Linked DNA regions of Zea mays: region 2 is linked to region 1. The links are chromatin contacts, called in public Hi-C maps. All regions are on one chromosome and are shown on one strand. The core of a region is the stretch at or near the end of the contact, and the rest is flanking DNA. Distances in the headings are between cores, read along the strand shown. Region 1 holds the start of LOC100278323 (Pentatricopeptide repeat (PPR) superfamily protein). Region 2 holds the start of LOC100275865.

Region 1 (3,308 bases), core at 284-2,783:
TTAACTTCTTCAAGAGGGTGATAACCCCGATCTCTCGTGTACTTTGAATCTGGCATTGAGTCTGAATAATCAGCAGCCACGCGAACCTTGATTAGGGATGAGTCTTGATCAGTTTGCAGCCACCAGGGCTGAATTGATCCAAAAGGGTTTCGGCAGCGGAAACTGCAAGAAATGGTTGCAGGTGTTAGATTCGAAATGCAAGAAAGCCATTGAGAGTCAGTCACGATAAGGATTGGAAGGACCTTAGATTAGATAGGTCATGAAATCTTCGGGTGTCAAATGGGGTTTTAACCCAGCTTAAGGTGGCTCCTGACGCCATTGAACACTTTTCAGCAGAGGCCACTGAATGAGTTCTGCAAAAATGAAAACGTAATTGTTAGGCCAAAAAATGCGGATTGCTCAGGTACTTAAAATACTCTTTTCAAGGAATATGTACATAATATGGATGATTCTGCATGGATGGTATTTCTCCAGTCTTGACACAATTTAAACATGCTGCTATGTACCAGATCAAACAGATGTTACTAGTATTCTCAAAGAAAATGATACACAAGAGGGTACCGATGACAAAAGAAAGGGTTAATTTCCTTTTCTGAAAAAGAAAAAATGGCTAAAAATTCATCTGTTTCAAAGGAAGGGAGCATAACTAATATCTGTACCCTCTCCAACATTGAGCACAATATGTTATTCGGTTATTGTGTTGATTATCAATCAAATGCAGCTGGCTGACCAATGAGGCCTACTCGGATTAGAACACGTAACATGGTAAAGTGCATCCAGATGGAAGAAAAATTAGGTCTTCGTGAACACCTTCCTTCAAAGAAGTTAGGCATATCACTATTTCCTGCCCTGGATAATGGCAGAGTTCTAGTCAGATGAACCGGGATAATCCGCTGAGGGAAACGAGACACTTGTGAATGTGCAAACCACTCATGTTCACAAAGATCACATCGAAACCGAACCCAAGTTATGTTATGTTTAGTCCATCCGGCCTAATTCCTCAGTACCTTGTACTGACGGTGGGACCAGATCAGAGCACTTTACCAACTGAAGCCGTTGCAATTACCGTCACACTGCAAATTTGTAACAAACTAATACCAAAGCGATTCAACCGAATTCTCCAATCAATCAAGACTATATAGTTCAGTGAGCAACCGCATGCGAACTGCACTGGTCACGGAACAGGTATCCTCTGTAGCCTGTTCTTCAAGCCAAGCATCATTATAAAGTATAAACTAGTATGGACATTTAAAAGGAAATAAACCAGTATGGACAGTTAAAAAGGAAGCAGTAGACATCTCGGGGACGCCAACCCTCGCAGCGCAACCAGATTGGATACGGGAAGGGCGAGGTCAGCGGCGCTCACCTGCAAAACCAAGGCTGGCCACCTGAAACGAGAGGAAAAAACAAGGGCCGCAGGAAGGATCAGGCGGAGCAGAGCAGAGCCGCAGCGTGCGGCGGCGAGAGCGGCAACCCCCTGCCTCTGCTGCAGGACGGCGGAACACCCCAGGGAAGACGGATCACCGCGCAGACTAGTCTGGCTAGCGACTTCTCTGCCTGTCTTGTCCTGCGCTGCTCTCTGCCCGGTTCCCCCTCTTCCCTTTGGGACCACCGAGAGAGCAGCCGCCAACTCAGTAGCCCAGGGCCCTTTTGGTAATTTGCGCATCCTACACGCACAGCGCAGGGCAAGCTTTCATCACGATTAGAACATTTTTCGTTATAGTCAGGTTTATTTAAATGCACTAGAGTTAATAGTTAGTTGGTTAAAAATATATTTTATTAATAGAATCATATGACACCGTGATTTGATTTAGCTACGTATTTTGTTTGGTTCACGTCACTAACAAAATCAAATAGCTGAAATTGGATTACAGAGCTGAAGGAGCGGTAACAAAAGTGTATGTCTCATATCTGATTACTTTGTATTCGGTTACACAACTGGCCGGCACCAAACAAAATCTGACAGAAACACTTACAGCTAAAATCGAAATACGTTATAATTACACGAACCAAATAACACCTTAATTCAATGCTTTATCTTGAAATATAGAACTTAACTAATAAAAATAGATCCAATAATAAAAATTTTTATTAAAAAATATGACAGGATATGAAGTGACAAATATAAACACCTTAGATTAGTGCCATATTCTTATTTTCAACATCATTCTCAAACTTTCCTTTTTAGTGATGTAATCTATTTTTTTAAAATACAAATTTAAAGATTAATTTATTTATTCTTAGTGTCTTAAACACTTTAAATTATACAATATTTAAATTTTTATGTCACTATTTTAAGGACAAATATGCTCTTATAGTAGAAATCCTTTTTAATGATGTAATCTATTTTTAAAATACAAAATTTAAAGATTAATTTATTTATTCTTACTGTCTTAAACACTTTAAATTATACATTATTTAAATTTTTAGGTCACTATTTTAAGGACAAAATATGCTCTTATATTAGAAATTCTTCTCTCGATTTTCACTAACACCGGCTATAAAAAAGAAAAAAAATGGTACCAGGTTTGAAGACAATTCTACCACTAGAGCCTCTGGGCCTTTCATAATTAACTTTTTCATTTTCATTTTTAAAAGCTCTATGTGAAGATGGGGGAATGATAATGCGATTAAGGTCCTGTTTGTAAGCACATGTTTTTAATAAACTGGTTTTTATAAACTAGAATGGTTCCAAACATACTAATTTATAGAAATCGAATTTTCAGTTTCTTAAAAACCAGAAAGCTAATCTTTCATAGCTAAAACCAGCTTTTGTTTATTCAATTACATCATGACATTGTTGGTTTCATGGAATTTACATCTTTTGCCATCGCTTTTTAAAATAGAGGAAGTATATGCTAGTAATTGTTGTTTAAAAACTAGAAATTTGTTTCTTAGAAATTGAGTTCTAAACATCGGTACTCATTTTTATTTTTATAAACCAGTTTCTATAGACTGAGGATAGAAACTGGTTTGAAACGAATATAAACATGATCCGGCTTGATTATGCCCAACACTGGAGCACATCATTTTTTTAGGGTTCCCTTCCCGTACGAGCGTATCCCTAGGGTTGTTGTTCTTTGGAGTCGGTGAAGTTGGATCTCAAAGTAAATTCCGCATTTATTATTGGTCGTTGGCCTGGTCCCATGCACGTATGCAAACAAAATGACGATGATGAATAGATGCAGTTTGCTTCCTAGTTTTGAATTATAATAACTCGTGCAGCGACCAGATCACTGTGCCCGTGCGTGACATGGTAGAGAACTGAAAATTCTGGAACGCAATCCGTTAGTACTTACATAATAATA
Region 2 (3,308 bases), core at 555-3,054, 190 kb before region 1:
GTGGCTGTGACAAAAGTTGCTGTGGGCTGTGAGCTGTGGAAAAAGCTGCTGTAGGCTGTAAGCTGTTGAAAAGCTAAAAACCGTTTGGTGGAAACCACTAAAATTCATTAAAAATTCTTCGATATATGTTTTCACAGTTCCATCCGAAAAGCCACTAAAAGCAGGTCTAGCTGTGCTTTCAGATTTGCACTACGAGAAAGTCGGCTTTTAGAAAAAGCTGCTTCCTGAATCCAGCTCTTTGGTTGGCTTTTGGCTTTTAGGGGGGCAAAAGCCAAAGCCAAAAGTCAAACCAAACACACCCTAACTCTCTTCACATCACATGAAATGGACACCCAACATCCCCCTATCATGCATGTCAAGAAATAAATTGATTCATGTGATTTATCTGATTGAAAAAATTAGGTACCTTAGATTCAATAATCAAGCAAATTTGTTAGCACTAATTATGAAGAAATGCACAGTGAATACAACAGCGATTAAAACAAAAGGAAGACCTGCCGGATACAACAACAATTCAAAATTCAGAAAATCACAGCTTCGCTTTACCTGCGCATTTACTACTGATCTCAATATATGCTCCCTTTTCATCCTCTCTACCTCTGCCCTCTTCTCAGCGACAGATACCCTGAGGCTGGCAATCCTCTCCTCGACCCCGTACAAGGATTTCTTTGCACCCAACAAAACCAAAAACAACAAATCGTCATCAGCACTTCAATTCGATCAGTTCGTCAACCAGAACAAGATAGACGCCCCCGTGACGGCCGGGCCTATGCAACCCCTCACCTCTGCAGCCGCCGCCTTGGCCTTGCCTGCTGCCTCAGCCCGGGCGTTGAGGAACCTGTACTGGAGGTACGAATTGTCCATCAGCCGCAGCAGGTGCACGTCTTCCTGCTTCCCCGCAACCTTCCTGCCCCCCAGGATCGCCGCCTTCTTCAGATCAGCTACCTTCGGCCCTTGCGGCTGTGGTGGCCTCCCTGCCGCCGTCAACTTCCCAGCCATCGCCGTTGAGATTGACAGTGCCGAGTTGAGCGAGCGGTAGCACAGTGGGTTGGACGCCCGCGAGGATCCGCCCGACTCCGGCACCGACGAGCAGAGCTCTGACGAAAGGCGTCCACCGCGGCAGGACGCTGGGCCCAGCAGTGGCGGGCTCTCGCACGGCGCGGCTGGAGCCATCCCGAGCGCCCGATCCGCCTCAGACAGGTCAGTGGCCGTGGACGACGTATCAGACGAAGAGCAGCAAGAGGCGGTGTCGGAATCCACTGCGCCGGAAGCCGGGCAGGAGCCAGCACGCGCGGGCGTCGGAAGGCGCGGGTACCCCCTCCGCGCGGTGGGTGCGGCCGGCCCGCTGGTGGAGCGCGGGAGCGGCCGCGGAGTAGCTGCGGGCACGGCGGAGGAGTTGGAGCTCACCGAGGCGCGCGGGTTGCCGGCGCCGATTTCCTCGAAAAGCTTCTGGACGGCCCGCCGGCGCGCAACGGTGCCCGTGGGAGGCGGCGGCGGGGGTGGGTGGTTCTCGTTGGCGAAGGGCGTGACCGCCCGCTGCCGTCCACGAGGCGACGGCGTCGGCGACGGGGAGCGCGACCGCGTGGAGGAGGCGGTGGAGAGGCGCGGGGTCGAGGGGACGGGCGTTGAGAGGTACCGGGAGCTGACTTCCCTTGCGCGGCGGCGAGGACGGGGCGCAGTCGTCGTCAGGACGGGCGGAGGGGGCGGCGGCGGCATCAGGTCCGCGCTGTGCGACGGCGGGCCTGCGGCGGCGGCCATGCCGGATAGATAGGATCGGGATTGGAGCGGACGAGAGGCCGGAGAGGGTGTGGCCGTCGAGGGAGAGCGGGATGGATTTTCGGGAGAGACGGGTACAACGGCTAGTTTCGAGGGAAGCGGGTTTAATTGCGGCCGCCTGCCGGCAGGGGCTTAACGGTTCGCACGGCCGCGACGGGGGAAGGACCGAATCTCTGTTGTGTTAGCTTTGTTTTCCATATCATGGCCCACAAAGCCCAAAAGTGCTTTACCTTGGGCCGGAAAGCCATTTGAGGCTCACTGTGGGAACGGCGGAGGCCGTTGAAGAAGAGAGCGAGGTGAAACCCGTTCTACGGCCCCGAACCTTTTCGTTCACAAGCGTTTTCATTCGAAGCCCCAAACAAAAAACAGCACAGTTTTCTTCTACCTACACTTCTGGACCGGTTTCATTCTATCTACATTTCTGAACCAAACAAAAAAAAACAACATCATTCTTGTTAAGTAACACTAGTTAGGGTTATATGGGCAAAAACCGACTTTGCCCCTGAAGAATCTCACATCTCCATATAAGGAACATGTATATCCCTTCATAATACAGAAAGATGAGAAAGAGCAACCATATATCATATGTCTCGTAGGTTTCTCTGTCATGCTTATTGGAAGGGAGACGAGTACTCTACAACTTTTCGCGCCTAATCTGCTGATGGGAGGGAAGGGAGCGGATCTGGTGATCCGTGGTAACGTAGTTCTCAAAACGTTATCAGCACGCTCTACCTCAACATTGCTGCGGATTCGATCGGCACCGACTCTCCACCACGCCGGTAGGTCTCTGGCCTAGCCGAACTGTCCTACACGATAGGCTTCGATTTTCTCTCTACGCAATTGAGCGGTACGTATTTATGAGTAAATTGAATCTGTTCAACACAGCGCGTTCGTATTGAGGATCAAAGAAGAGAATCTCGGACAGATTCAGAGGAAGAAAAGTGGAAAATAGAACCAGCAGCAGCACGGCGGCTCACCAGCAACACTCAGTGGTCAGTGCGGTGGTGGAGCCACGCGAGCAGAGAGGCGCCCACGCGCACACAAGACGGGAGGCAGGACCCGCACGCTTAATAGCGGTGCTCACAACACACAGCGGAAGCCGTGGCGGCCTGACGCCTCTTGCCCCGAAGGCCATGGCGGCCGCCACTTCTCTCAGCGCACAAATCCACCAACATTGGCAGTCTTCTCGGCGTCCAGCCGATGTGCATGAGGCGAGTTCGAACTCTGCCGCCACTATCAGGCTCACGCCGGGGTTGTGCCACACCAGAAGCTGTGGAGGGGCCGGGTCCCAGAACTCCAGCCTCGGCCCACGTGCGCGTTCACGCGAGTACGCAACCTCGTGTGGCCTTCCCTGCACTGATGCCGTCGCTCGACAAGAGTAGGTCCTCGATGGACCCCTGGCACTCGCTCAACTTCGTCATCCGCACGAAGAAAGAGGCAGTTGAGCAGTCAAAGCGCCTTCCAAAGATAATGGAACACTCCCATGCATATTTCCCGGTCAAAGCGGCTGAGATAAAGAAAGGAGAGAGTGG

The links. A called contact is a pair of places that touch in the nucleus more often than the background predicts.
Region 2: a Hi-C map of leaf shows a contact between it and region 1, with 8 times the contacts expected there. The contact joins the promoter of LOC100275865 here to the promoter of LOC100278323 in region 1. A contact is called at or near these places in 10 of 25 Hi-C or Micro-C datasets (bundle sheath, endosperm, leaf and 3 more) and 1 of 3 datasets of contacts at active chromatin or transcription factors (leaf).

The regions. Positions count from the first base shown.
Region 1 is chr3:171,497,662-171,500,969 of Zm-B73-REFERENCE-NAM-5.0, reverse strand. It overlaps LOC100278323 (Pentatricopeptide repeat (PPR) superfamily protein), which reads right to left and starts at 1,533. Exons shown (of 13, transcript NM_001151636.1): 1 at 1,367-1,533; 2 at 243-353; 3 at 1-162. The coding sequence starts at 319.
Region 2 is chr3:171,683,816-171,687,123 of Zm-B73-REFERENCE-NAM-5.0, reverse strand. LOC100275865 reads right to left here and starts at 1,804. Exons shown (of 6, transcript NM_001371520.1): 1 at 784-1,804; 2 at 547-666. The coding sequence starts at 1,758.